7 separate regions of the Mus musculus genome follow, and all the other regions are linked to region 6. A link is a contact called in public HiChIP or PLAC-seq, capture Hi-C and promoter capture Hi-C data. All regions are on one chromosome and are shown on one strand. The core of a region is the stretch at or near the end of the contact, and the rest is flanking DNA. Distances in the headings are between cores, read along the strand shown.

The links. Promoter capture Hi-C pulls out the DNA fragments that hold promoters and counts their contacts. HiChIP or PLAC-seq counts read pairs in DNA pulled down with a chosen protein or histone mark. Capture Hi-C pulls out chosen DNA fragments and counts their contacts.
Region 1: a contact with region 6 is called in a promoter capture Hi-C map of liver. The contact joins the enhancer-like site here to the promoter of Sec22b in region 6. A contact is called at or near these places in 12 of 39 promoter capture datasets (3T3-L1-derived adipocytes, the C10 cell line, the HPC-7 cell line and 9 more), 1 of 484 Hi-C or Micro-C datasets (bone marrow-derived macrophages), 9 of 115 datasets of contacts at active chromatin or transcription factors (the 230-238 cell line, bone marrow-derived macrophages, craniofacial prominence and 4 more) and 3 of 9 other capture datasets (adipose tissue, liver and macrophages).
Region 2: a contact with region 6 is called in a promoter capture Hi-C map of the HPC-7 cell line. The contact joins the promoter of Reg4 here to the promoter of Sec22b in region 6. A contact is called at or near these places in 25 of 39 promoter capture datasets (the 3T3-L1 cell line, 3T3-L1-derived adipocytes, the C10 cell line and 17 more), 7 of 15 datasets of contacts at CTCF or cohesin (CD8 T cells, the NIH/3T3 cell line, embryonic stem cells and 3 more), 24 of 484 Hi-C or Micro-C datasets (B cells, the G1E-ER4 cell line, the HL-1 cell line and 17 more), 23 of 115 datasets of contacts at active chromatin or transcription factors (the 230-238 cell line, the NIH/3T3 cell line, the SCID.adh cell line and 13 more) and 4 of 9 other capture datasets (adipose tissue, liver, macrophages and 1 more).
Region 3: a promoter capture Hi-C map of pre-B cells shows a contact between it and region 6, with 8 times the contacts expected there. The contact joins the promoter of Phgdh here to the promoter of Sec22b in region 6. A contact is called at or near these places in 22 of 39 promoter capture datasets (the 3T3-L1 cell line, 3T3-L1-derived adipocytes, the C10 cell line and 14 more), 7 of 484 Hi-C or Micro-C datasets (the C10 cell line, the C2C12 cell line, group 2 innate lymphoid cells and 3 more), 22 of 115 datasets of contacts at active chromatin or transcription factors (the 230-238 cell line, DN3 thymocytes, the NIH/3T3 cell line and 13 more) and 4 of 9 other capture datasets (adipose tissue, embryonic stem cells, liver and 1 more).
Region 4: a capture Hi-C map of macrophages shows a contact between it and region 6, with 6 times the contacts expected there. The contact joins the promoter of Zfp697 here to the promoter of Sec22b in region 6. A contact is called at or near these places in 18 of 39 promoter capture datasets (the 3T3-L1 cell line, the C10 cell line, the HPC-7 cell line and 11 more), 1 of 15 datasets of contacts at CTCF or cohesin (the NIH/3T3 cell line), 9 of 115 datasets of contacts at active chromatin or transcription factors (astrocytes, cardiomyocytes, embryonic forebrain and 3 more) and 2 of 9 other capture datasets (adipose tissue and macrophages).
Region 5: a contact with region 6 is called in an H3K4me3 HiChIP or PLAC-seq map of stem cell-derived neural progenitor cells, with 25 read pairs. The contact joins the enhancer-like site here to the promoter of Sec22b in region 6. A contact is called at or near these places in 9 of 39 promoter capture datasets (the C10 cell line, the HPC-7 cell line, cranial neural crest and 6 more), 1 of 15 datasets of contacts at CTCF or cohesin (the NIH/3T3 cell line), 1 of 484 Hi-C or Micro-C datasets (bone marrow-derived macrophages), 9 of 115 datasets of contacts at active chromatin or transcription factors (the SCID.adh cell line, bone marrow-derived macrophages, embryonic hindbrain and 4 more) and 1 of 9 other capture datasets (adipose tissue).
Region 7: a contact with region 6 is called in a promoter capture Hi-C map of embryonic stem cells, with 3 times the contacts expected there. The contact joins the promoter of Hmgcs2 here to the promoter of Sec22b in region 6. A contact is called at or near these places in 20 of 39 promoter capture datasets (the 3T3-L1 cell line, the C10 cell line, the HPC-7 cell line and 13 more), 2 of 15 datasets of contacts at CTCF or cohesin (the NIH/3T3 cell line and stem cell-derived epiblast-like cells), 15 of 115 datasets of contacts at active chromatin or transcription factors (the SCID.adh cell line, T-cell acute lymphoblastic leukemia, bone marrow-derived macrophages and 7 more) and 3 of 9 other capture datasets (adipose tissue, liver and macrophages).

Annotation. Positions count from the first base shown.
Region 1 is chr3:98,241,550-98,245,182 of GRCm38.p6, forward strand. No RefSeq gene overlaps it. Among named protein-coding and RNA genes, the nearest start is that of Reg4, 21 kb to the left of the region's middle. Within about 2 kb of position 1,327, at least 11 of the 459 cell types and tissues checked have an H3K27ac peak or open chromatin away from gene starts, as enhancers often do. A contact at or near this core is called in liver, where this site is marked.
Region 2 is chr3:98,220,508-98,224,155 of GRCm38.p6, forward strand. Reg4 (regenerating islet-derived family, member 4) reads left to right here and starts at 1,649. Exons shown (of 6, transcript NM_026328.2): 1 at 1,649-1,695.
Region 3 is chr3:98,337,672-98,341,423 of GRCm38.p6, forward strand. It overlaps Phgdh (3-phosphoglycerate dehydrogenase), which reads right to left and starts at 2,298. Exons shown (of 12, transcript NM_016966.3): 1 at 2,024-2,298. The coding sequence starts at 2,161.
Region 4 is chr3:98,380,935-98,385,043 of GRCm38.p6, forward strand. Zfp697 (zinc finger protein 697) reads left to right here and starts at 1,547. Exons shown (of 3, transcript NM_172863.4): 1 at 1,547-1,644. It also overlaps a transcript of Gm52610 not described here.
Region 5 is chr3:98,196,761-98,200,874 of GRCm38.p6, forward strand. No RefSeq gene overlaps it. Among named protein-coding and RNA genes, the nearest start is that of Gm40104, 3.5 kb to the right of the region's middle. Within about 2 kb of position 1,676, at least 55 of the 459 cell types and tissues checked have an H3K27ac peak or open chromatin away from gene starts, as enhancers often do. A contact at or near this core is called in stem cell-derived neural progenitor cells, where this site is marked.
Region 6 is chr3:97,899,879-97,903,687 of GRCm38.p6, forward strand. It overlaps Sec22b (SEC22 homolog B, vesicle trafficking protein), which reads left to right and starts at 1,349. Exons shown (of 5, transcript NM_011342.4): 1 at 1,349-1,542. The coding sequence starts at 1,468.
Region 7 is chr3:98,278,134-98,282,070 of GRCm38.p6, forward strand. It overlaps Hmgcs2 (3-hydroxy-3-methylglutaryl-Coenzyme A synthase 2), which reads left to right and starts at 2,298. Exons shown (of 10, transcript NM_008256.4): 1 at 2,298-2,454. The coding sequence starts at 2,351.

The sequences.
Region 1 (3,633 bases), core at 77-2,576, 340 kb after region 6:
TCAACACAGACCTCTGTTGTTGCATGGCTATGAACCCTAACGTGCAGTAGCAGCAGCAGCAGCATGGGCTGGGGTGTCATCATGGCCTCCGGAGGCAGGGCAGGCCACTCATAACAGGCTATCCCTCCCCACTCCTCAGCAGTTCCACCTCTTCACAGTGCTCAAACTGTTCCGTTTCTCTCTCTCCCTTCTGTCCAACACATACTTGCACATTGTAGTGTGGCTCCATTGCGGGTAGTCCATGGAGCTGGTAAGCCTCTAGGTGTCTTGCACTCACCTGCACTGTGTGGCAAAGTGACAGGCAGGCCTCTGTGTGTCTCCTGCCTGCATAAGCTGTGTGGCTGTGTGGGATGGAGGCAGGAAGGTCTCTAGGTCTTCATTCTCTCTCTCTCTCTCTCTCTCTCTCTCTCTCTCTCTCTCTCTTTCTTTCTCTCCCTTCCTCTCTCTCTTTTTCTTTCTTTCTTTCTTTCTTTCTTTCTTTCTTTCTTTCTTTCTTTCTTTCTTTCTCTCTCTTCCTTCCTCTCTCTCTCTTTCTCTCTCTCTCTTTCTTTCTTTCTTTCTTTCTTTCTTTCTTTCTTTCTTTCTTTCTTTCTTTCTTTCTTTCAATGATCTCTCTATATATGTCTGTGCACATGTTGCTGCAGAAGCTTGCAAAATCCAGAAGAGGGTGTCAGATCCTCTGGAGCAAGAGTAACCGGCAGTTGTAAGCAGGTTGACTAGGGTGTTGTTGAGGGAGAGTTGAACAGTCTGCGCTCTCAACCACCAAGCCATCTTCCCAGAACTCTCTCTTCTGTTGACGATTTCTGATGAGATGACTCCCTTTCCCAGGAGCCTTTCCTATGCCACTAGCCTTTTGCTCTTAGCTTCTAGAGCACACAGCCTCTGCCCAACTCTCATTGACATTTTAACCATTTGTTAATTCAATGTGTGCTTGTCTTCCAGACTTCAATTCTTTATACAATGAGACCCTTGAACTAACGCGTCAAGGTCAAGTTCAATGTGGCTAAGTGCAGTGATTCGATGCAGGGCAATAAGGACTTTAGCATTCAAATTCATTTCTTTCAACTAAGTATAAGCCAGACAAAGTAGGTCTGCTGACCTTTGTCCATGGGGACTAGCTGATAACCCTAGAATGAACAACTCACTCTTTTGTTCAACTTGTATTTGGATCATGTAGTTCCCTAAGTCGGGGTCAGCCTCTGAGGTCACTGGGACGGCTACAACAAAATAACAGTGAAAATAAAAATAGAAGGATGTACACAGTAGTGACGGGTCGTGTGTCCTGCTGGAGGGCAGACCAGGCTGTTTGCAGTCAGGGGACAGACAAATACAGGTGTGTAAACAGGCCTCAATAGTAGAGTTTATGACTAAGATCAATATCCTGTCCTGCAGCCTGTGGGCCCCATGAAGACAGCTGGAAACGTAGACTTAGGGACAAAGTTTAGACAAAAAGGAATCTGCAGCAGAAGTTTAATTTGTAAGTGGATTAGAATTAGAGCCTCTTTTGGTTCTGGAATACGTCATTAGAGAATAGCAAATGTCCTACTGACTGGTTGTTCCATATCGATATTTTTAAATGTTACATTGTATTTATTTGTTTTGTAAGTGTGTCCGTGTGTATGCTTGTGTGGAGGCCAGAGGTCAATGGGTCCGTGTGTATGCTTGTGTGGAGGCCAGAGGTCAATGTCAGAGACCATCTTCAATCACCTTATTTTCCGATGCAGGGTCTCCACTGAGCCTAGAGCTTGCCAATTAGGGTAGAGAGCCTGGCCAATAAGCTTTAACAGTTCCTCTGATTCTGTCTCCTGGGTGCTGGGACTACACGGCCATGCCCTGGGATCTGAACTCAGGTCCTAATGTTTGAGTAGCAAGCACTCTATCAATCCAACCATCTCCCTACCTGTTCTGTCCCAAACTCCAAGCCTCTAAGTACCACTGAAACAGGAGGATTACTGGTATATTCAGCATTCCTCAGGAGCCTGTGGAACCAGTCTCTGCCTGCCAGGAAGAGTCACTTCCCTCATCTTCCCCCTACCTCTGACAAATGGAGCATCTGGTTCTCTATTAGCACATACTCAAAGCCCCATGCCATCGCCCAAGCTGTTCTGACACACGTCCCTCCCTGTGGCTTCCTGCTCTCTTTATAACTGGCAGGTTTCTCCCTTGCCTTTTTGCTACCTTCCATGTCCCTGAGAGGCAGCCATGGCTGCTTTGGACTCCTCCAAATGCCTCTGGCTATCCTCTACCACAGAGAGATAGCCCTGCAGAAGTTTCAGATTTACAATAAACCTTCTTCCCACCCGTGGAGTGGTCTAGTTTGTTGGTTTCACTGTGCGCTCACCCGACTATCCTGAGTTTAGAATTAAACAATGAATAGGTCTAGAACTGAGTAACGCAGAAAAGTGCGATAAAGACATAGCATACATCTTTATTGTTGTGTACATTACTAATCAAAATGGAATCCTCACACGCTTATGAGTAGGTGTTACAATAGTAAAAGATATTAATATATGTACAAAAAATATCTGTGTGTGGTGGTGCCCACTTTTGATCCTGGCACTAAGGAGGCAGAGGTAAGAAGGTCTCTATGAATTTGGTACCTGTTTGATCTACATTGCAGGTTCCAGGCAAGCCAGAGCAGCAGTGTGAGACCCTGCCTCAAAAAGCAAAAGCAAGGGCTGGAGAGATGGCTCAGCGGTTAAGAGCACTGACTGCTCTTCCAGAAGTCCTGAGTTCAAATCCCAGCAACCACATGGTGGCTCACAACCATCTGTAATGAAATCTGACACCCTCTTCTGGTGTGTCTGACAGTGTACCTACATATAATAAATAAATAAATAAATCTTTAAAAAAAGCAAAAGCAAAACAAAACAATGATTAAATAAATAAATAGCAAGTAAACATCCCAAGTGGAATAAGGAGGAAAGATTAGGAAAATAATTCCTCACTCAGTCAAATGCATTGTGGATGCATGGTGTCCCCTCTGTACTCCAGTACCCAAACAAAGCATGTAAAATTAACTGTTATTCTCCTGTTGTAATTGTTGTCTGGAGACTTAGTGCCTCATTCTGCTAACCTGGGCCCGCTCCTGGAAGCGTCTAGCCTCTGTACAATCTTATCTAGGCCTAGACTTTTTTCAGCCTCTAAGACTTGCGGTTGAGTAAGCTCACCCCTTCCTAGTTCTTTTTCAATTCTGGCTGGCTGATTCAATTCAGCTCTTCTGGCTCAAACTCCTCTCCAAGCTGACTGATTCAACCTTGCTTAAACTCTCTAGGCCTCTCCTGAATTGCTCTGCTTGGCTTCAAACTAACTCTGGCAATTTGTTCCAATTGCCTGGCTCATTCTGTCTTCAACCTATGTCTTCAACCTGTGCCTCTTTAACCTCTCTCTGTAAAACTCTTCCTAATGTGCTTTAAATCAGGCCTGCAAGCTCACTTGGGTGTCTCTCTATTCTGGTAATGGGAGACCTCAGCATGCTGGACTTCTGCAGAATAAAACACTCTTTGCATTTACATACTATTTGAGTCCGGGGTATCATTCGTTGTTGAGTCACGGACCCTTACAATACCAAATCAGGACTATATTCTTTATGTGTACACCAAGAAAAATGATGTAATAAATAGAAATAAACTC
Region 2 (3,648 bases), core at 399-2,898, 320 kb after region 6:
TCCGAGTTGGAATCTGTGTTCTTTCTTGTACAGTGTGGCAGTGACTTTCCCATCCAGTTCTAAAAGGGAAAAGGTGTTGTGTATTAAACTAGGTAAGATCACCTAGCAATGCCCTCCTTCATATACAGATTAGGGGCCTGTGACTCCAAGGGGTTCAACACATTCCCCGTGCTTTATAGTGAGAGAGGAACAGAACTCAAACCTCAACCAGCCACTGCCAGGAGCCAGACCACCTGCCTCTCTCTCTCTCTCTCTCTCTCTCTCTCTCTCTCTCTCTCTCTCGGGTATGTGGTGTTGGGGGAGGTAAGCTGGGAAGACATTGGTTTCTCAGGCCCTAGCATAAATTTACACAAAGGTGGGAAAGATCCAATGACAGAGGCAGAGTAGCATCTAGAAAACAACACTAGGCTTGGAGCAGGGAGCCATAACTTCCCTTGTTAACCACACTAGGCACAGCACTTCTCCGGAGTAAGACCCAAGCATCTGCATGGCCGCCTTCAGGCACAAGGGACCTTACAGAGCCATTTCTATAATGTACGATGAGCAACGTCCGACGCCCAGAACACAAATCAATCCCTTACCCTCTGCACAGACAAGCAAACCTTGATGTCCTTTCTAAATAGCTCGTTTTTTTCAAATGGTTGTGAATTCAGCAAGCAAACCTAGATTAGACTGAGGCCAGGGTTCTCTGAATACCACTGACAAGCCTTGAGAACCAGGCAGGTCACTGCTGTCTTGGAATTGGATTTCTTTTATTTTCTTTTGTTAAGGCTTTTTCCCCGAGGTTTTTATTATGTGTAGGTATGTGTGTCTATGTGTGGGTGCAGTTGAGCACAGATGACTTGTGGGAACCAGAGGTGTCAGATCCTCTGGAGCTAGAGTTACAGATGGTTGTGAGCTACCTGGTGTGGGTGCTAAGCACTGATCCAGGTCTCTGGAAGAGCAGCCAGGTGTTCCTGGTCTAGTCGGTGGGCTTCTTAACTGTGCATGGGAGAAGCCTGCCCTAGGTTGCCCACAGGGCTTTGGTTAGCATCTTGTTTGATGGTCTAAGAAAGAATTTGCTGTTAACTATTCTATCAGTGTAAGCTACTTGGACACATTTGCCTGTGTTAAAACATGACTTCTGTACCTTCAGTTCCATAGGATAAAGACAACCGGAAGGGTTCCAAGGACCTTGGTGCAGGCTGGGAGGTGGGAATGAGCACTTTGGGGACAAGAGTCCTGTTTGGTCATCAGGTGTGACCCAAAGTCAAGTCTTTTCTGCAAGGATAGAAATCTAACGTCGTTCCAGAGAGGGAAGGACGTTAGGTCATCTACAACACGAAGAGATAAAAACGAGAGGAAGAGCAGAACCAGGCTCCATTAAGGGAAGAGATGGACAGCAAACGGCAGTTTGCCGACTACAGGATACTGTGGATTTTAATAACGTGGACATGAAAGAAGATTTTGTTTGCTCACAGGGAGGGGTCCTGCTCTTGCTTTAACAAAGCTCAATGTGTGTCCATTTTAAAGTTATCACCTGAACAGCTTTTTTTTTTTTTAACTATAGATAAGGTTAATTATTGGTAAACACTATTGCTTCATGACTTCAACAGATTACATCTTGAGACAAGAAGGTATAAGAGCTGCAGGACTCTAACGTAGGCCCACTCAAGCTGAAGAAGGCAGGGTTCTCGGAGTGTTGCTTCCAATCAGGTAATCTTCGCCGTAGCAGGGACAGGGGGCTTTCTGTGAACGCCTGTTATTCTCTGCTAGCTACCCAGTGGGTCAGAAACGACAAATCACAGCGTCATCGCTCCTGCTGGGGAGTTTGTTACAGTAATGTTTGATTTAAATTGTTAATTTTTACAAAATCATCATTATTAATGGATGTGCGGGGATGCACCCTTGCGTGCATGCGTGCGTGCGTGCGTGGCGAGCTTTGTGGAGTCAGTGCACTGTGAGCACTGTGAGCTCATCTTCACGTGGGTCCCAGGGATGGAACTCAGGTAAGTCATCCGGCTTGCACAGCAAGCCCCTTTACCTTCTGAGCCCTTTGCTTAGCCCTGGGTTCTGTGTTTTCTTGCTGCTCTGTTGAAAGAGAGTTAGTTGGCTTTGGCGTCCAGCAGTAGTGGGTTCCGTGGTGGTGTGAAACTGGTCGCTGTGAAACTTAGGGACCGTCACAGAAGAATCTCTCTCAATGGATGTCAGTTTGTTTGACCCTAAAGCGGTTCTGTTACTGACACTTGTCAGTGCAGTCTGATTGTGGAGGTCAAACGAGATGTTAGGGCCTCACCAGATGTTTAAGACTCATTCAGAGTAAGGGAAGAAATGCGGACCTCCTTCCTCCAGTCAGTCAGGCCTATAGTTGAGCCGCGCCATTGGCATTTCAAAGGACTTTGAAATCCCAGGGTACATTTGAAAGAACTCCTCAGCAAAAATAAATAAATAAATAAGTCAAGGTTCATATGATAATTTAAAAAACAATAAAAAAGCAAAGAAAAAGAAGGGGTGCCCCCTCTGTGAATGTCAGACCAAAGTGCTCACAGGGCTGCAGATTAGAGTTTCCAGAAGTCTCCATTTTAGTTACATCGGCCCTCCTAAGCCATCAATTATTTGATATTTTATTATTATTCTTTTATCATAAAGCATTGTTAAATAAGAACTCAATGAATTCTTCATTTATCATAGTTTTGTTTTTTGGAGATTTTTTGTTTGTTTTGTTTTTTGAAAACAACTATTGCTTAGAATTGTAGGAAAGCATAATTAAGAATGGAAGGGTGTGTGGGTGACTACACTAACCTAATACCACAGTGGTGGTTAATGTTTCTCATAGAAATTCCAAAGATTATAAAGGAGAGCATGCATAGGACAAAGGCATTTTAAAAACCTGAACATGACTTCTGTGAAGAGATCCAGCGAGGCCCAGAGCTCAGCACTTGGCAAAGGGGCAGGGACTACTTCGAGGAAGCAAACAGAAGTGGAGCTTTTGGGTGTCATGTTGAACCCCTACAGCTGTTGTTTGTCCCCCTTCAGAGTGGAAAAAAAATCATAAATGAGAGAAAATATGAACTGAGATACACTGTTAGTAACTTCACTAGGAGGTATAAATATACAAAAAGCAGTCTCACAAATCATCAAAAAGAAAAAATCCAACATGTAGAAAAATGTACGAAGCTATGAACTGATAAATCACAAACGAAATGTTAAAAAGTGTATCATTTTTATTTATATAATTTACAAGTAGATAAAAATTATATCACTTATGCTCCATTTTGTTGGTAGCTTTTAAATAGGGGCAAAAATGTCTTTTTAAATACCAAACTGAGTAAAAAGCACTTTCTGACAAACTTTAGCATCATGGAGTAGGAGGGCAGCAGTCTTGAGTTCCCACGAAGGAGTGAGCAGGCAAGCCTGCCAGGAGACAGCGGCCTTCCTCTGCAAACGCAGCAGAACACGTGGGTTCACACCAAACAGAAGAGAAAGCAGGCAAAGAGCCTGGCTGCAAGAACGTTCTTTGTAGCCGGCTTGGTACCAGGCAGGGTGACTCTAGGCTCTGCAGGCTCTTGCCCAAACTGCTTGTCTCTGGGAGATGAATCACTTCTTATCTCCTGGTCTGTGTTGATGTTTTAATGACTTATAAGTTTTTTGATAATGAAAGAGGAGACC
Region 3 (3,752 bases), core at 1,048-3,547, 440 kb after region 6:
GGCCTGGCAGGAGACACTTTGCCAGGCTACTCTCAGAAGGAGATAAAATGAGGAGAGACGATGGAAATGTGGGTCCTTCTACAGGTAATCCAAGATTAGAATTGGCATTCTGAACTGGGTATTTTGCCAAGGCACACTAAAGGCTGAGACCAGCCAGCCAAGTCAGCGGCACCCACCCTCCTCTTCTTTCCTGCCAAGTGTCTCTGCTGCTTGAAAGCACCCTGCATTTCTAGCACTGGACTCCCACCCCTACCCTTCAGGCCTGGCCTGCTCCTCACCCTCCTCACACCCCCTCCTCCCGCCCCTCTATTGGATATAACATTTCTCACTGCCCCTAGAAAGCAGCAAAGCCTGCTGCCACTGGTGGCCTGAAAGCCACTCTACAGCCTTCCTGCTCAGCCCACTGCTTAGATTTTAGAATCAAGGTCACTGTCACAGGACATGTGAAGGACGCATGGCTCCATGGGTACTATCCACTCTAAGAGTCACAGCCTGAGCCACCCATAAAGACCATAACAACAATCCCTTCCCTGGACTTTCCATTCCCACAGGCTCCACTGTTTGTTGTCTCAGAACTGTCACCTGACTAGCTGTCTCAGAGTTGGGCCTTATTCCCCAAGAAACCTACAACTCCCCCCCCCCTTTCCTTTTCTTGTCATGCTTTATAGATAGGGTCTCATTCTGTAGCTCGGGCTGGTCTTGAACTCGGAGATAATCAAACTCAGCCTCCTTCATACTAGGCATGAGCCAGCCAGCTCATTTTCACTTTTCTTGTTCTTTCTGAGACAGAGAAAAGACTACTCTGTGTAGTCCTGGCTGTCCTCGAACTCACGGAGATCCACCTGCCTCTGCCTCCTGAGTGCTGGAATTAAAGGTATGTGCCATCTCCACCTAGCTCTTTCAAGCTTCTTAAAGACCAGGCCTAGAAAAAGTCTGCGAATAAGGGCTGCTGGGCACGTGGCTATTAGCTCGGTAGAGGAAAAGGGATTGGGGGCGGGGAAGGGTCTTGGGAGAAATAGACAAGCGAGCTCAGAGAGTTTCCAGGGTTGCAAGAACAACCCCGCTTGGTCTCTGCGGTTTGAGGCCTCAGCCTGAGCAGGAAGACTGGTACATTCCTCCTGGCTGCAGGCCCTAAGCGAGCACGTGGAACTTTGGGGGTGGGGCAGTACAGCTGGGACGAGACAGCATACCTGGATGGATTAGATCTACAGGAAGGGCAGGAACTGAAGTGCTCACAAAGCAGAAACCCCTTCCTTACGTCTGAACAAAGTCACCCGATTTACACAAGCTTTTCAAATAAGTGAAAGACTTTTAAGTTTTATAACGATTAGAGGTTTGCTCCGAAGACTTCGTAGAAGTAACCTGTCCCAACTGCGCTTGGAACAGGATTCTGATGTAGTGAAGTCGGGCCTGATCGGCAATGAAGCCAATGGTGGAGGTTGACTCCCGGCGGCGGCCGCGTGGGCGGCGCGGGGCTCCGGCTGCACCCCCGGGCCGCCCGGAATCCTGCGAGCGCTCCCCGGGGCGGGGGAAAGAGCGCCAAGGTCTTGCATCAGACAAAAGGCGGTGCGAGTCCGCTGCCACAAATGCCACGGGACCCGCAGGAGCAGAGCCAGCGCCCCGCGCCCCCTGCCCCCACCCCAGGAGTCTGCACTGAGCAGGGATGGTGTGCGTGTAGCACCCCGAGCCGGGAGCTCGCAGCCTGGGTCGCCAGGCACGAAAGCTCCAGAGAGGTTCTGGCATTCGAGAGAGGTTCTGGCATCCCGCAGGACCAGATGGAGCAGCTGCACTTTGCAGCGCCGGCAAGAAACACGCGGTAGCAAAAAGCACAAAAAGTTTGCATTCTGCACCTCCAGGCCATTCGTTCCTCTCTGCTTTTCCTCCCTCCCACTGCTGGTCCCGAATCTCCGGAGGCCCCGGGACCAACTGATAAGATAGGGGAGGACAGCCCTGGAACCACTGGGGTCAGCGGGTTTGGCCATAAAGATGCCCGGTGATTACGCTTGTGTCCGGCTCGCCTTACCTGGAGTTCAGCTATCAGCTCCTCCTTGCTCAAGTTCTGCTTCTCCACCACCTGCAGCCCTCCATCTTGCAGGATCTTCCGGCAGCAGGGGTCCAGGCTGTCACTGATGAGTACTTTGCGCAGATTTGCGAAGGCCATTGCTAGAGTCAGGCCTTAGAATCAGTTGCTGTGGGTGGGCAGAAGCACTTAGTTCAGGAAACTGCAAGCAGGGCTGGCTCCGGTGACTGGGCAGGGTTCTCGATCTCCCGCTCCCCCTTTATCCTCCCCCTCCTCGCGCCAACAGTCTCCTTTTGATTGGTCAGAAATGCTTAAACTCTGCTGACTCCGCCTCCCCGGGCAGAGCCTCCCACACATTTTTTTTTTTTTTTTTAAATCCTACACAGACTACACTTCCAGCAGTGAAGCCCTTACCTGCCCCGGGTGAGCTTTAACACGCACGATTTATGCCAGCAGGCTGATTTATATTGGAAATAAACAGAAATACGCTGTCTCCACGAGGGAATTAAATCTCATAGTAACTTCTTTCCTCTTAAAGACCATTTATTGGCTGGGTATTTATAACTCCTAGTTGAGCATAATTAGACTGAGTAAGGCCACGGGTTCGATTCTCAGCAACGCACACACACACACACACACACACACACACACACACACACACACACCGTTAGGAGATTAAGGAACAAGGTGTGTGTGTGTGTGTGTGTGTGTACATAAGAGTTGGTTCTTGCCTTCCACCAATCCCAGTGGGAGATGAGAGACAAGTCTGGGAAAGGCAAGGGCTTCTTATTCCTTACCCCCCAAAAGACTTTAAGATTAAATCTAGATACAGTAAGGGCCATGAATGAGGCTGGAGGACCACTTGAACCCAGGAGTTCCAGGTCAGCCCCAGATGGGAGTCAGGGAGGGGGAGAGAAGTACAAGGGTGGTAGTGGTTTTAGTCTTTAGAAGTTAGATGATTACTTTTTTTTTTTTTAGAAGGGATTAAATCTGTTAGGTAAATTCAGCCTTGATTATATTATATAAATAACACCCCTTACTATTATACCTCACAATCTTAACATCAAATGTAAGTAAGAGAGTCTCTTTCAGAACTATGTACTGACAAGTCCTCTGCCTGTGCTGTTACCTCCATCCACAAAACAGGAACCCTGGCCTTCTTGGAAGAACTGGGGAAGTAGTTCTGCCCTTTCCTCTAGACTTTCCTTCCTTTCCCTTCTCTGGCCCAGCCCCTTGGGAAAAGAGAGACTTCAGCAGCCACAGCAGGCCAGCTCGGATGCCCTTGGCTCTCCGGATAAGAGTAACAGTAACAGGGTTCATAGGGACCGGAGGAGAGCAGCCGACTTAATTTTCTATTTGGAGACCAGTGGTGAGCCCCAAACCTGCACAGTGAGAAGTAAAGCAGATAATTTTTCGGGTAGAATATCAATGATCCAGCGGGGGTTGATTTCCAGCTTCTTAAACAAACAAACAAAAAGAAGAAGAAGAAGAGGAAGAAGAAGAAGAAGAAGAAGAAACGGACTCTGAAAGTATCTCTCCAGGCTTTTGCTTTCTTCTCCGTAACGTGAGCCTGACAGTAGGGAAGTGTCCGATGTGGGGATGAGATAAGAAAGACATCTTGGGGATTAGTGTGCCCTGCACCCCTTCACTCTAAGCCAGTCAGCTGACATGTCAGGTGGCGGGTATCCTTTGAGACACTGTGGAGAACCCTGGAATTGAAACTTTAATGGAG
Region 4 (4,109 bases), core at 297-2,796, 480 kb after region 6:
GGCCCTCTCTTAAAGGTCCCTACTTCTTCTGAGTTGAAATGGGAGTTGACAAATGGAAACTCAAATTGTGACTTTCTGATTGTGTATGCATGCAGGTATTACCTGTGGCCAGAGTCTTGCTAGATAACCCATATTAACTTTGAACTCCATACCCTCCTGCCCCAGCCTTCTGGGCGGTGTCACTACACGGGGCTATTGCCAGATTATTTTTCAAGTATTCTAGAAAATCTTAGGACCCATCCTTTCCTTGATTGACTTACTATACCCTTCCTGCCATCCTTTGGTAAAATGACTCAGCTCAGCTTTTAGTCATTTAGTTTTTGTGTGTTTGCTTTTTGCTTTCAAGACAAAATTTTCCTGTTTAGCCCTGGCTGTCCTAGACCTCCCTCTGCAGACCAGGCTGGCCTATAACTCACAGAGATCTATCTGCTTCTGCCTCCTGGGTGCTGGGATTAAAGGTGTGCTCCACCATCCGGCTTGTCATTTAGGCTCTCACATATGTAATTCATGAAGTTTATTTTTTATCTCTCAATTACTTCTCTTAAAAAGAAGCCTGGGCAGAGGCCAACAGTGGAGAAAAGGGATGTCACCAGGCCAGGATCTAGGAATGATCAGCTCTGCATGGTTTTTAGGGCAAAAGTGCTAAGATCTTTAAGGAGCCTGGATACCAGAAGAGCAGCCAAATGTTTTTCTTAAACAGGCCACAGCCAGAGTCCTGACTGCATAGAGTTGTGGTTCTCAACCTTCCTAATGCTGCGACCCTTCATGTTGTGGTGACTCCTAACCATTATTTTCATTGCTACTTTATAATTTTGTTACTGTTTATCAACTGTAATGTTGATAAATATCTGTGTTTTCTGATGGTCTTAGGCCACTTCTGCGAGAAGACCATTTGATCCACAAGGGGTCGTGACAGACAGGTTGAGAAACACTGAGCTAGAGAACCTGGGAGGTGAAAAAGTTGGTAGATGGACAGAGCACTGGCCACGCATGCAGGGGGCTTTAAGGTAGATTAGCGCACAACAGAAACAAAGCAAAACAACAAACTCGGGTTGGTATACACCTGAAGAGTAGGAAGAAGAATCGCGGTGAGTTGTCTAGGTGAGTCCCAGGCTAGGCTGAGTGTCAGAGTATGCTCGCCTCCCCCAGCCTCACCTTATGGAAGACCATCTATTAGAAGAAGAAGCGGGGGTGGGGTGGGGTGGGGTGGGGTGGGGGAAGCCGACGTAAAGAGAGCATATCACAAAGTTCACTTCTAAAGAAAAGGCCGCTCGCACTGCGCGCCCAGGGCAGCAAGCGTGTGAGGGCAGCATGCGTCTGCAGGATCGCGACTCTACCAAGCGGCGGCGGGTCGGCCATCGGCTCCGAGCTACTACAGCCCGACAGGGTCCTCTCCTCCAGTCCTGGGGTCTGAGTAGAGCCCCCGTTGTTGCTGCGGTGGCAGGAAGTCTCGGTGAACTACAAATCGAGGCATGCTGGGAACATTCCCTGCTCCTCCCAGGAAATGTCCTTTGTCCAGCCCCACAGGAAGCCCCAGCGAGGAGGTAGTGGGCAGCCAGCCCGAGTGCCAGCCCGCGGTTGCATAGCCTCAGCACCGGGCGCCAGGCTTGGGCAGTGCGCTCAGAGCTGCCCGGCGCATCACAGGTAGGAGCGCTGCTGCGGCTGGGCGCGCCGGCTTCGCGGATAGGGAGCTGGGAACCTGAGCTGATCATCTAGGGGCTGGGATGTGTGCTGTGGCTGAGCTGCCGCGCGAAGCTGTCCTTCGCACACTGGACTGTGGTCCGCCACCCCGTGGGCTCAGGAACCAAGGACAGAAGGGGACCCTTCGTGTCCTATAGCTGGGTTGAGCTCCCTTTGGTCTCTGTGGCGAGGGGAGGGGAGGAGGAGGCTGAGACTGCGCTGCCAGAGCAAGTCGGACCGTCCCACAGACCACCGAAGGGGGCATCAGAGACCCTGGGAGACCAAGCCCAGGGAGGAGCTTGCAAGACAAGCAGAAGGTGAAAGGCTTTGTGTGCATCGGTGCATCAGCTTAGATCGTGCTCCCTTTGCCTACTAAGTCAGTGCCCCCAGCCCCACTGTGAGGAAGGGGATGAAGGCGGGGACTTTGCGAAGGTCAGCAGGTTCATTTTGGCCCTTGTGAAACGTGTCTGTTACCTGCTCCTCCCATCTGTCTGACCGATTCGGATTGCCACCTGGGGGCTGCGATCGGACTGGGAGAAAGGTACAATGAGGACCTGCGAAAGGAAGGCTGAGCTAGCCAGCCGCGCGTGGCTCAGGAGGGGTCGTTGTCTGGTTTTGCTAGAATCCCCAACCACAAATATCCACGTTGGCTGATCATGGGCAGGTGGTGGACAGAGCTGGAGCCTGCGGCCAGAGAGCTTATTGAGGCTCAGGTGGCCTGGGGTGAGGCATATGTTAGCATGAGGGATGGTGAAGAGGAACAGTGAGACAGAGACCCTGGATGTACCTTACAGCCAGAGCACACAATAGCAGGTCTCTAGAACGGGACTTTAAGACTTCCTCTGGGACTTCCTCTGATTTAACCTTTATTTTCTTAACCACGCCCCCATCCCCCCCCCGCAGTGAATCAGCCACCCCCCACATGAGTATGAGGCATAATTTAATTTAGTGCTGTAATCCTGCCTGTTGAGTCAGGCTCCGTTGGCTGTCAGCATTCCCATATAGTGGGTCTCTTCCCAAGAGACCGTTGTGGTAAATGTGGCAATAGCTAGCGAGTTGGTGGTCTTTGTGAGCTGCTATGGACAAATGGGCAAGTTTAAACACAACCGGAGTGTGACTCCCATAAGGGAATTAATTCACCTGCCTCTGATGCCTTTCTGATCTTCTATGTGTATACAAGTGTGCATCCCTTCTCTTAAGGAAACATATGGTGATTACTTAATGTATAATGTACTTTAAAACCAAAGGAATTCCTCTTGAGTAGTAGGCGGATTATTTCAGGTGCACGGGGGGGAAAAGGATGCTTTGGACCCTGGATTAATGGCTTGTAGGGGGTGGAAGGCTTTTCACTGGCACTGTTAGATAAGACATGTGAACTAAGTTGGAATGAACTAACTGGAATTGTACAGGCAGCCAATGTTAGATAAAATGAAGAAAGAGTGTCTGCATCGGAAAAAGTTCCCGGTTGTACACACTGGCTGTGCTTGGAGGAGGTAGGATCTTTAGGGGAGAAATTGACAGTCCAAGAGACAATGACCTGAGATTGAACCAAGACCATACAGTGAAAGTCAAGCTGCCTTCCAGGTCACTCAGGAGAAAAAAAAAAAAACATGATGGCATTCAAAACCTACTGGAATTAAGGAGTGAGTGACAAGAAGTCAGAAAACTCAAAGGGCGCAGCTAAATTGAAGGGACCGGGTGACCTCACTGGAGGCTGTATGTCTGAGGCTGATAGATTTGCATAGCATTTCCCTCTCCTCCTGCCAAGAGCTCTTTGGATTTCTCCAGAATCTACTTACTCGACTGCCTAATTTTTAGTGTCCTGGGAAAGGAAGGAGAACTTGTGGAAGTTGGTTTCAAGGAGGACACAGTAAGACAAGCAAAGGGCTTGTCTGCTTCCCAAGGGACAGAAAGCCACAGCATCGTGCAGGAGTCCCGGTCGCAGCCCTGTGTGGGTGCCCCGAGTGCCATTTGAAACATTCTCTCTAAGCTACTGCTTTTCCTTTCTTCTCTACGTCTTGGTGGGTTTCTGGGTATACCACATGCTATTTAGGGTTAATGTAATTGGCAAAGGTTAATAACTTAGTTTGGCATTGAGAGTTCTGCACATAGCCAGTGCTTGCCCACTTCTCCTTTGTATCTCCGTTCTTTACTGGTCCTTGCACCAAACAGCTTTCATCCCAAGATGCAACACACGTTCTTGAGCATTGGTTACTCAGGTCAAACCACACCCCTGTAGCACATTCCCATGCTGCCTCTCATTTTTGTCCCAATCCCTAACTCCCTCATAGGAACCTTTCAAGAATTTCTAGTGGGACTGGGGAGATGGCTCAGTGGTTAAGAGCACTGACTGCTCTTCTAGAGGTCCTGAGTTCAATTCCCAGCAACTACTTGGTGGCTCACAACCATCTGTAATGGGATTCAGTGCC
Region 5 (4,114 bases), core at 426-2,925, 300 kb after region 6:
TAAACTGGGATTTACCTGTGGGCCATGTCTGTCTTTATCTGAAGCCATTCCTTTGTCCCATTCCAGAACAAACACCCCTTCTCTTCCTCCCCTGCCCCCTTTCTCCCCTCTCCTTTGTTCCTTCCTTTCTTCCTTGTCCTCCATCTCCTGTCTTTGCTCCTTATCCCTAAATCTCCTTTGAGCTGAAAATTTGATCTTGTGATCCTGAGCCTATAATCGTCCTATAATTGTCCAGGAAAGAATTAGGCTGGGGGCCACTTCCCTCATAACTTCTGTTTCCCTCAGAAACTTAGCGCTGGTAGAGTTTCCTCCATTATCTGAAAATGTTATAATTGTTTATGGAAGGAGGATTAATTTGGTATTATTTATTCTGAAAGAGCAGAGATTTGTCGCCCTTCATTGTTTAAACTTGAAGTAGGGTTTTTTATTTGTATTAGTTTTAATTATATGTAGGTTTATGTGCCTGCATGTTGTATGCGCATGTGAGCAAAAGTGCTCATGTCGGACAGAGGGATCAGATCTCTTAGAGCTGGAGTTGCAGACTGCCGTGAGCCACCCGAGGTGGGTGCTGGGATATGAACCTCGGTCCTCTAGAAGAACAGCAAGTATTCTTAACTACTGAGCCATCTCTCCAACCTCTATATCTTCATACCATTGTCATAGGAAATACCCTAAGATGATCCCTAATAATCTTTAACCTTATATAATGTCCTTGAGTTGGGACAGAGCCAGCAATGAGATCTCATACCTGGAGTCATTCTAAATTTCATATAAAACAAGATTTCATGATGCTGATTAGGATTTCAAATCAATGGACCTCGTGGAAATACCTCTGAAGAGAGACAGAGCTTTTCCTGGAGAAAAACATAAAGCAGAGAGGAATTTTGGTGGCACAGAGAAGCCATGCATGTAGCAAAAAGTCAGAGGCCAGGAGGAGTTGAAAGAAGCCCACTGCAGACAGACAGATAGACAGACAGACAGACAGACAGACAGAGCCATCTCAGTGCCACAGTTGCAGGGATTAAACTCACTTGACAACTTAAAAAGACTGGGAGTGACTCCTTCCCCAGAGTCATCAGAAGGAAACACAGTTTGCCCGATGCCTGCTTTCAGCTTGAAATTCCTGGGTCAGAAGACCCAGCTAACTCAGGCCTGACCTTTTGACCTGTGGGAACTGTGGGAGAGCAAACTGGTATTGCTTTAAACCTCTGCAATTTGTGGTGCTTCTGTATGCAGCAACAGAAAACTAGGCGATTCACACTGTGGATTTGTGGTCACTGTATCATACCAGGGGGTTCAGGGAAAGACAGACTCTTAGAACTACAAGGGCTGGTTCTCTTCTTTTGTATAAACGCATTGGCAGTCAGAAAGAAAACAAACTGTGGAGAAAGAAAAGTCAGAGCTTGAACAGGAAGATGGCCTCTGTATAACTCAGTGTGGTGCCTGTGGGGAGAATTAATGAGGCTTTCCTCCTGTGCCAGTACAGAACCTGGGAAAATGTCAGATGAGCAACTTTGTGTTTTGTTTTATTCCGTCTTGTTTTCCTAACAGCGATGGGGGTTGAATTCAGGGCCCTGCACAGGCTAAACAAACAATGTGCTGCTGAGCTGTAGCACCAGCCCTTTAAGCAAATACCGGGAATGCTGGGTCCAGAGCACAGCAGTTGTTGGCTTGTCCGGTTGACTTCCTAGGGCTGGAGATGCCAGTGGTGTGTTTCCATGGCTACCTCAGAGACCCACATGTCTGCCTTACTCGGAGCCAGAACCTCGAAAGTCCTGCAAGGGCTGAGTGTGTCTCAACTATTTAGTCACCCAGGACATAGCTCCACATGCCTCTGGGAAAGGCCTGGAGGAAGATTCATCGCGCACATGTGATAGCTTTGCAGGGCTCTATCTTCTTCAGAAACCAAGTCTCCACTAAGAGTCACTCAGAGAGCTGAAGGAAATGTCTCAAAGCCAGTGCCTTTGTAATGATTGCACTTCTCTCCAATTTCATCCCCAGAGAACCTGGGGTTAGTCACCACCAGGGTCCCTCCTCCATGTACATACCCCACCTTTGTCCACTCTGAAGGGTAACTGCCATTGTCCGTTTGTCCTCTACCAGCCCATCATCCTCACTCCCATGGGAAATACCAACCTGCAGTGGCCTCTCCCATCACCTCTCTCTCCTTCCTCATCTTCCTCTATTTCTTTCTTCCTTCTTCCCTCTCTCTCCCTCCTTTCCTTCTCTCCCTCCATTTCTTCCCTCTCCTTTCTTCCTCCCTCTCTTCTTTCCTCCCTCCTTCTCTCTTTCCCTCTCTACCTTCTTGTCTCTCCCCCCTCCTTCCATTTCTTCCTTCCTTTCTCTCTTCCAGTTTGTTCTTTGGCAATCTTATACACATGTAATCAATTGAGTCATCTCTCCCCTCTTGCTCTCTCTTATCTCTGTGCCCACTCCCTCCCATTGAGTCCTTTCTTCCCAAGCAGCCCCCTCCTACTGTAATGTAATTTTGTTCTTGGCCCATTGAGTTTGGTTGGGGTTGTTTGCATGAGCCTGAGTACAGATTTAATTACCAGATAAATAACCACTTTTCAGTGGCTATAGCACTGAAGAAAACTAGCTCCCGGGGGGTGCAGTGGGGTGGGGCTTCAAGAATTCCTCTTTCATCCATGAGGAAATATTGATAGGGGCCACTCTTGTGAGGTGAGCACAGCTGTAGGGTCGTGTCACATCCAGGAGACGTCCTGTTGTAGCATCTCTCTCCATCTTCCAACTCTTAGGTTCTTTCCAATCACTTTCATGATTTCCCCTCCAACACTCCCTAGCCTTGGGTGTGTTGTGTTGTGTAGATAAATCCATTGAGACTGGGTTCTACAACTCAGCAGTAGTGTATGTCTTAATGCCATGGGGAAAAGGATGTCTCTGGACCTTCTCAAGTCAGATCCAAAGAGACAAAGACAGAAATGGTGATAAGGAGATCTGATGAGAATCGGGACTGTGGGAGAGGGGCTGAGGTGATGGAAGGATTCAGCTGCCACAGGACAGTGCTGGAGCAACGAGAGCAACGAGAGGGGTAGCAGGGCGGATCCTCGGGAAGAAGGGATTGCATGGATTAGACTTGTCAAGTAGTATTGAGGTCAGAGCCATCAGGCTCAAGTTTGAATACCCAGAGAATGCTGAGCTAAGAGAAGACTCAAGAGAGGAAATGTCTGGCTGGAGCCACAGGCATGTGGCCTGAAGACATTGGCTCCATTAACCACACACATCTGCTCATTTCCTCAGCCATGTCCCAGCTGTGCTTTGTTTCCACGGGTGATTCTCCTCCTCCTCCTTCTCCTCCTCTCCCTCCTCCTCCTCTCCCTCCTCTTCCCCCTTCTCCTCTTCTTCCTTCTCCTCTCCCTCCTCTTCTTCCTCCTCTTCCTCTTCCTTCTCCTCCCCTCCACTTCCTTCTCCTTCTCCCCTCCCTCCTCTCCCTCTCTTCCTCTCCCTCCTCCTCCTCTCCCTCCTCTTCTTCTCATCCTCCTTCTCCTTCTCCTCTTCTTCCTTATCCTCCTCTTTTCCTCCTAGTTTTCTTTTTTTAAAAGTGAATAAAATTATTCTTTAAAAAAGATGTTTTTGTTTAACTTGATTGATTCAGACATTTAATGAAGAATGAGTCTGTCAAACCATTATATAACATCCCACTAATATGTACATTTAAAAATTAGTTTATATATCAGATATGTTGAAAATAAGCAAGTGAAAAAAAAAGATTGGGCTAAAAGAAATCAGTGGTTTTCATGTTGTAAGGCAAGGCAATCTCTCTATTAATCTCTCTGATATTCTGTTATCTTGTTCTAGAATTGCTGGGTAAACACAGGCCATTTTTTTAACTGTACACAGATAAATAAAACTTCTTGTTTTAACAGATGAGGAGATTTGTTTTTTAGACTTCTGATATCCTATGAGATTTTTCTCATCACATTTTCTGGTTGGATTGCAGGTAACTGTTGAGAACACAGAGCAATTGACCTTGCACTGAACACAGTAAAGAGATCTGTGGTGCTTAGACAACAGTGATGCCCATTCGACACAAACTGTACAAAACAGTTCCTTTAAACAGATTCTAACCATTCCGCCTTTATCTTGGTCTGAA
Region 6 (3,809 bases), core at 99-2,598:
ATTATATATGAAAGAGGAGAGATAATATGAGAGAATGCTTATTAATCAGTAGCTAGAGCTGAACTTGAGCTCAAAGCCTGTTTACATCACTTCTAACTACATGACCTGCTTGGAAAAATCTTTGCAGTCTTCCCCAAGTATAAAGTGAGAGCCTTCAGCTAACAAATTTCACAGAGTTGTTTAGTTAAATGTTCAGATAATCATAAGACACTAAGTATTTAGCAAAGAATAGTTATTACTAATGTAATAAGTATATTTGTATAATTCCTTTCTTTCTTTCTTCCTTTCTTTCTCTCTCTCTCTCTCTCTCTCTCTCTCTCTCTCTCTCTCTCTCCCTCCCTCCCTCCCTCCCTTCCTTCCTTCCTTCCTTTTCTAAGTTTACAAAACCCCTGTACCTCCACGTTCTTCTCATTTAATATTTACAAAAACCCTCTTGAGGCCAAGAATATCCCTATCTCATTGATGAGGACACCAAAGAAGAGAGAGATGAGAACTCTTCCTTAACGGTGATTATCTAGAGGTTGCTTCAAAAGCAAGTGAAAACCAAATTACTGGAAAGCCTGGTAAGATTCCCCTTTCTATACCATGATAGAGGCAGCCAAGAACCTAGATTTGGGGAGGCTAATGATGTATGTGATCCCCCTGTACTTCTTCATTTATTAATATATGCATATATATACATATATATATGAATAAATATATATAATACTAAATATTGCTGATCTCTTTTTAAAAGTTTCATGTGTGGGGGTGGCTTACTTCCGCTCCTGCCTGTGCAGCACGTGCATGGAAAGGTTGGAGAGGCCAGAAGAAGGTGTCAGATTCCCCTGGAACTGGAGTTACTGATGGTTGTAAACCAGCATGCGGGTGCTGAGTTGAACTCCGGTCCTCTGAAAGAACAGCCAGAGTTCTTGATCCCTGGGGCGGTCTCTCCAGCTCCTATTTGCCAATCTCTTACCACAAACTGTTTAAGAACTTTGTGACAGTATAAACACCCAGGCCAGAAAAACCCTCAAGAAACGAATCTCTGCTGAGACATACACAGATTATAAAATATTATACATAAAATGCTCTGTAAAAAAAATCTGAAAATACATAGCTTTACAGTTGCTTCATACTCCATTCGTCTAAAAAGTTCGCTCTCAGTCACCTTTCAAGCCCTACTAAGCTTGAGCGCCACTCCTCTTGCAGAGACACCACTTAGTGGAAACAAAAATTCACAAATGTGGGCGGGACTTGGTCGGAGGAATGACTGCGGAACTAAAGTTCCCGGTGGTTGTGGTTCTCGGTGGGAAGCCAATTGAAAGGACCGGTAGTGGAAAGCTCTGAAGTCGTTTCCGGCCACCTCAGCGGGAAGCGGAGACGCCAGCGGCTAGCTGTTGGGGACCTCAGCCGGAGGTGTAACTGGCCGCCGCCGGAGAAGAAGGGACAGTGACTGAGGCGGCCTGGTCTCCGTAGCCAGGGAAGATGGTGCTGCTGACGATGATCGCCCGTGTGGCGGACGGCCTTCCGCTGGCCGCCTCGATGCAGGAGGACGAGCAGGTAAGCTGCTGCCGGAGCCCCGAGCTCGCCCTGCTCCCGGCTAGTGAGACCCTAGCGACCTCACAGACTCCTTCCCCCTCTTCTCGAGAGCTCTTTTACCGTTTGCTCGTGAAAAGACTACCTGTGAGAAGAAATCCTTGTGGAAGGAGTTAGAGTTATGGTGGTAACTGTTCCTCTCTACACAGAAGCCCCGGAGAAAGCTTATCCAGGTTTAATTTGATCACCCAGTTTGTGATGACTTTTTAGGGACCTTCTTAGAATTTAGGACTTTTCTTTTGGGCTGCTGTTAAGGCTGCTGACTAATATATCTGGGGAAGACCAACCCTTGGTTTCTTCACCTCGCTTTCCTGTAGCTCTTGATCCTTGACCTAGCTCGATGACATATTTTGATAGAGGATGAGGTAATATTGCCACTTACAAAGTTGTCAAGGTTCAGTAAAGTGCCTACTTTCACGGCTATGCCTGATTTTCTCCTGCTCTCATAAAGTATATTATTCAGATGAGCCCAAGAATATGATCCGGACAAAGGAGATTGGGGGCTGGGAGTCTTAGAGAACACTTCCTTTGAAAAATATTTTCCCCGTGAGGGGTATCAGTGGGGTAGAGATGGGCAGAATCTGATCAGTTGCACTGAAGTCTAATGGAGGAGAGGGACCAAAGTGGGTCTGAAATGCTACTCAATATCAGTGGGCCCCTACTCTCTGCTTTGAAATTTTTCTGAAAAAAATTCATGGATTCTTTCTTAATTTTAAACTTGGTATTTATTTGATATTGGTCTGCCAATATTGGTTTGTTTCATTGATGAGAAGTTCTCCACAGAAGTGTTTTGTTTTGTTTTTCTGGTTGTGATTTATCATTTCCCTTTATTAATTTTGATTTTAAATAATAAGCCTTTCTGAACCTTCAATGTCTGCAGAAGCATCGGTCTCAGACTCTTGTTTTACCATCATGATAGTAGACAGAACGTCACACACAGCCTCATATAGAACAGCACTGTCCTGAGAGTGCTAGGGGTGCTATTTCTCTGGCCCTCCTCATACCACCCATGTCAGAGTGTGTGCTCTTATTGCCCTTCACAGGGGCTCTTAGGCTTAAAGTCACACTGCTAACAAGTAGGGTAATGGAATGTGCCCAGGGTTGTTGGTGGTGCTGGTGCTGGTATGGTGCTTTGCTTTGCTTTGGGGGTTGGTCTGTTTTTATCAGGGACTGTTCCCATTTGGAGCTGGTTGATACTTTGTTGGGAGAGACTGTCCTGTGCCTTGTAGGGCGTCTATCCTTGGCCTCTACTTCCAGACGGCAGTAGCAAAAGTTCCTTTAGGGACAAAATCAGGCCTGGTTGAGAATTGCCAGTTTCAGTAATCAGTATTTTATTAAGTAAGCTATTGTTTTTAAAATCAGTATCAGTTTGGCTCTAGACCAGAACCTTCGTTCCTAATCATTATTCTGTACTGTCTTGTTTAAGACTTTTCAACCACGTAGTCACTTCTTACTAATGGAGAAATAACTTTTTTTTTTAGAAAATTGGGACAATTTCTAGATAGAGCTTGCCTTGAACTGACCCCACTGTCTTAGCCTTTTGAATGCTAGAGTTACAGGTGTAGACCACCACACCAAACTCAGAAATTGCATTTAAGACATAGATTATCTTGACCAAATAGTCGTATATTAAGTACTCTAATTGTCTAAGCCAAAGTAATGCATATACTTTTAACTATTTGTACTGATACAACTTGAGTTATTTTTAGATATTTACTAGGAGCCAGCCCCTGTGTAAGCTCTTAACTGCCTTATTACTGAAGATGACTGGTATTCAGCTAAGACAGGAAGGAGAGTAACATTCACATATAATATAGACAGTGTTTTATACAGTGTTGACTGCTTACCTAGTAATTTAGGCTTAGGACAGGTAGAGAAACAACCTTCTCTTTGAAATCCCAGACTTGCTAACTGATAATCTTGTCCCTTTCCTACTCTTTCTTTTCTTTTTTTCTTTTCCCTATAATGACGTTTTTCCTTTGCACTTTCTTCTATCTACCTCTCTGTTCTGTCTGAAAAGTATTGTATTTGCGCTGTGCAGCCGAGCCGCCTTGCACCCTTATCACGTCAGGGCGGTTACTATAATTCCCTGTAGAGGAAAATGGCTGCCTCTTGATTCTTGGTCCAACTGGCCTTTGACCGGCTGAGTCCATCAAGGATTTATCAATGATAAGACCTAGCTAAACATTCTTGGAAAATGCTAGTGATCTTTGGCAATATTGAGGTAAGAA
Region 7 (3,937 bases), core at 1,048-3,547, 380 kb after region 6:
CTTGGTCCATGTGTTTAGAAACATTTGAGGGGAAGTGGAGCAAGACTGTCATAGTGCTGAAAGAAATGAGAGGGTATTGAGTGCCCTGGACTGATGGCCTGGACTTTCTCACATAGCCCCAGCTGGCTCAAACTTACCCCAGGATAATCCTGGACCCCTGCTCCCCCTGCCTTCACCCTTGAGTGCTGTGGTGGCAGAAATAGAGCATTGTATCTGGCTTGACAATAGGAGGGAGGCTCTGAAAGGATGGAGAGCAGAGGATGAAATGTGCCTCAATACCCAAGGTATCAGTGAAGACCCAAGAGGACATGCCTTGTTCCAAGGACTGACCCAAGGAGCCTTGGGTATGGGTGGCCTGAGGGGTGGGCCTGGGGAAGGAAAAGAGCAAAACTACTCTTTGAAAGAGCCATAAGAATGCCAGCTGATTCATCCATGCCATTCTCAGTGCCCAGACAATTAACAAGGGACTTTCAGAGGAAAGACGACAATAAAGAATTCTCTTGATGACAGAACTCTGCAGAAGGCTCAGTGGAAGAGCAGGAGCAATAGGTGGAGACTGAGTTAGAAGAGATGAGTGTCAAGATGAATGTGGGGAGAGGGCCAGAGAAATGTTTGAGCCTGACTGACAATGTGGAGGCAGTAAGGAGGAGGAGGGGCGCATCTAGCTGAAGGGGGTGTTGCCACTCATGTCCTTGAGTCTGCGAGTTCTATAAACTTCTTTGTGGAATTGAAAACAGCCCTTGTTATTCTCCTGGAAACTATATCCCAGGGGGAGTCTGTTAAGGGCTTGGAGAGCCACAGATGCTCTCAGTAGGGGCCTTGCCACAAAGAGGCTGTTGCAGGTAGGCATGGCCTAAGCTGCAGTCTCATGGGGATTCAACAGTATGGAGACAGAGACATAAAGTGGAGAGGGGACCAGGGAGCCTCCGGATTTAGGGGAAATAGGTGGAGCTTCTGGCTTCTGGGAAATAAATAAACCAAGAGCTATCCTGGTTCTTGAGACTCTTTCATAGAGTTGCATTAGATATCAGGGTTAACTGCTTCAACTGCTGTGTGAGTGAGACATAGGGACTTTCTACATGAGGAGCATGAGATAGAGACTCATCTTTAAGACTTTTGTCTTAAGAAGTAGTAGAGGATCTGGATGGGTGGCTCAGTGGGTAAAGTGAAAGTGTGGAGCCTGAGTTTGGAACCCCATACCTGTGTAAAAGCACATACCCGTACCCCAGCTCTGGAACCGCAGAGGCAGGAAGATCCTAGGAGCCCTTTTGGCCACCCCAATAGGCAAGCTCCAGGTTCAGAGGGAGAGACACACATCATTTTAAGACTAAGATTGAGAGTGCTAAAGGATGGTATTGATGCTAGCCCCTGGCAGCCACAGGTGTGCTCAAGTGGGAGCATGGCTGCATGCACACAGCCACAGGTGCACACTCATAGGAGCACAATTACATGCACAGTCCGGAGTCAAAAGATGCTGGGGGATCCCCACTCTGCAGCTTTGTAGACATGGGTCTTTGAGGACTCTGTCCTCCCTGTCTCTAAAATCCAACTTGTAATAAACTTCTCCTTCCTAGGAAAGCCTGAACTTCAAGACAGTCTCCTTTTGAGGGATTCTGAACCTCTCTAGCAGCATCTGCTGCGTCCCTCTTGGAAGCTCTGTGAAGCTCTGTGTAAGCATAATGACGGACAATAAAGATAAGAGGAAAACAACCAGCTCCACAGACCAAAGCCAGCCAGCCCGTCAGATGTGCGTCAACACCTACTCTCAACTGCTTGAAGAGCTGGTATTAAAAGGTTATACCAGTAATCACAGTGCTCATGGAGGCTGAGGGAGGAAGACTGATTTCAAGTTCAAGGCTAGCCTGGGGTATTTAAGAAGAAATGGAGGTGGAGGGGGGATTACTCTTTGGTTTTGAAAGCTGCTTCTTATAGAAATGGTAAGAATAACATCTGACTGCATAAAGTGGTTAGGGGTTAGGAACAGATGGTGAGCCACTCAGCAGAGGAATCAGGAGGCTGCAGAGACGAGTTGGGTGACTGCTGATTGTTGGATGTGTTAGAAGGAGCATGCAAGCTTGCATGGTTAGGCAAAAATAAGGCCAACAATGAAGTCTCAGAGCCAGCCAGCTAGATACCAGCCAGGAACAGTGCAGCTATGTACATGTTAGACATGATGTTTTCCTTTGACTTGTTCTGAGACCTTTGGCCCAGTTTTTCCCCAAGCAGGCAGGGGCCTCGATAAGCGGAGGCGGGGCTTCCAGAGCCTGGAGTCTTATAAAGCCCAACCCAGAATCGTTGGGCATCTCTCCCAAGGGCTGTGGACTGCTGGCTTTCTGTTGATACCTTAGAGATGCAGCGGCTTTTGGCTCCAGCGAGGCGGGTCCTGCAAGTGAAGAGAGCGATGCAGGAAACTTCGCTCACACCTGCTCACCTGCTCTCAGCAGCCCAGCAGAGGTGAGTGGCCTGCTCAGAGGGTCTACATAGATCACTCCCAGACAAGCACCGTGGGGACCAGTAAAACGCGGGGCTTGTTGGAGGACTCACTAGAACCTCAGTCAAAAGCTGGCGAGGTTGTACTCAGTTATAAACAAGTTAGCCTCATTTCTAGACAGCACCTGTTAACTGTTGAGCTGGAAGTGTCTAAGCCAGAGGTCCTCAGCCTTCCTAATGCTGCAACCCTTAATACAGTTCCTCAGGTTGTGGTGACCCCCGCAACCATAAAATTATTTTTATTTCTGCCTCATAACTAATTTTGCTGCTATTATGAATCATAATGTAAATATCTGATATGCAAGATGTATTTTTATTGTCGTAAACTGATCCAAGGGGACAGGACGCACAGGACTCCCAGCCTAAGCCTCTGATGCACTTTGTTTAGGAAAAGCAGCAGCCTTTCCTCTGCCGGCCACAGGGGGCAGCAGACCTCAGGATCCTGCAGCTGCAGTTGTGGTTTAACTGCTTGCTGTCGTTCACTGTGGCAAGATCCAGTATGGACCAAAGAGACGAAGCAGTGTTTCTCCGTGCTTCGGTTTTGTGAGATGAAAGATAAAAATTGTGTGTGTGTTTCTCACTGTGTGTGTGGGGTGGGGTGGATGGGTGGATACATGTACTTGTGAAAGAAAAACAAACATGCCTTCTTTCTTTGTAAACACCCTTCAGTCTCGTCCAAGTAACTGTGGTTGCTCAGAGTTGATGGGACACATCTGGGCTTTGTGCTTCAGGCTCCCAGCTACTTGGGTGTTTTCTCTTTTGCTCTTTGTCCACTGAGCTCAGAGTCCCAGGGCTTCCTTTCCACTTATACCCATGAGTACTGAGTTTTTAGGGAACCTCTTTGCTATGGTGCCCTCCCTTGTCCCGCCCTGCTGGAGCCTGGGTATAGGTGTGGAGGGGAAAGGAGCAGTGCCCTTAAACCTCCTGATTTGCTTTTAGCGCCACTGACATCCACTTCCCCACCCTTGCAAAACCACTGCGTTTTATTTGAATGTTCCAGCTTAGACTTTAGCTTGCTTCTTTTCTATTTGCGAGGAAGTTATGGGGTTTACTTATTTCAGGGCCAGACAGGGTGACCATTTCTCAGTCCCGTCCCCCCCTTTTAAGACAAGGTCTCTATGTAGGTTTTTGTTTGTTTGTTTGTTTTTTGTTTTGTTTTGTTTTTTTGACAGGGTTTCTCTGTGTAGCCCTGGCTGTCCTGGAACTCACTTTGTAGACCAGGCTGGCCTCGAACTCAGAAATCACCTGCCTCTGCCTCCCAAGTGCTGGGATTAAAGGCGTGTGCCACCACCGCCTGGCTTTCTTTATGTAGTCTTGACTGATCTAGAACTTACGATGTTGACCAGGTTGGCCTTGAGCTCATTAAGATCCACTAGTCTTTGCCACCAGAACACTGGGGATAATCCCAGTAGTGGTATGTACCACCATGCCTGGCACAAACCTTCCC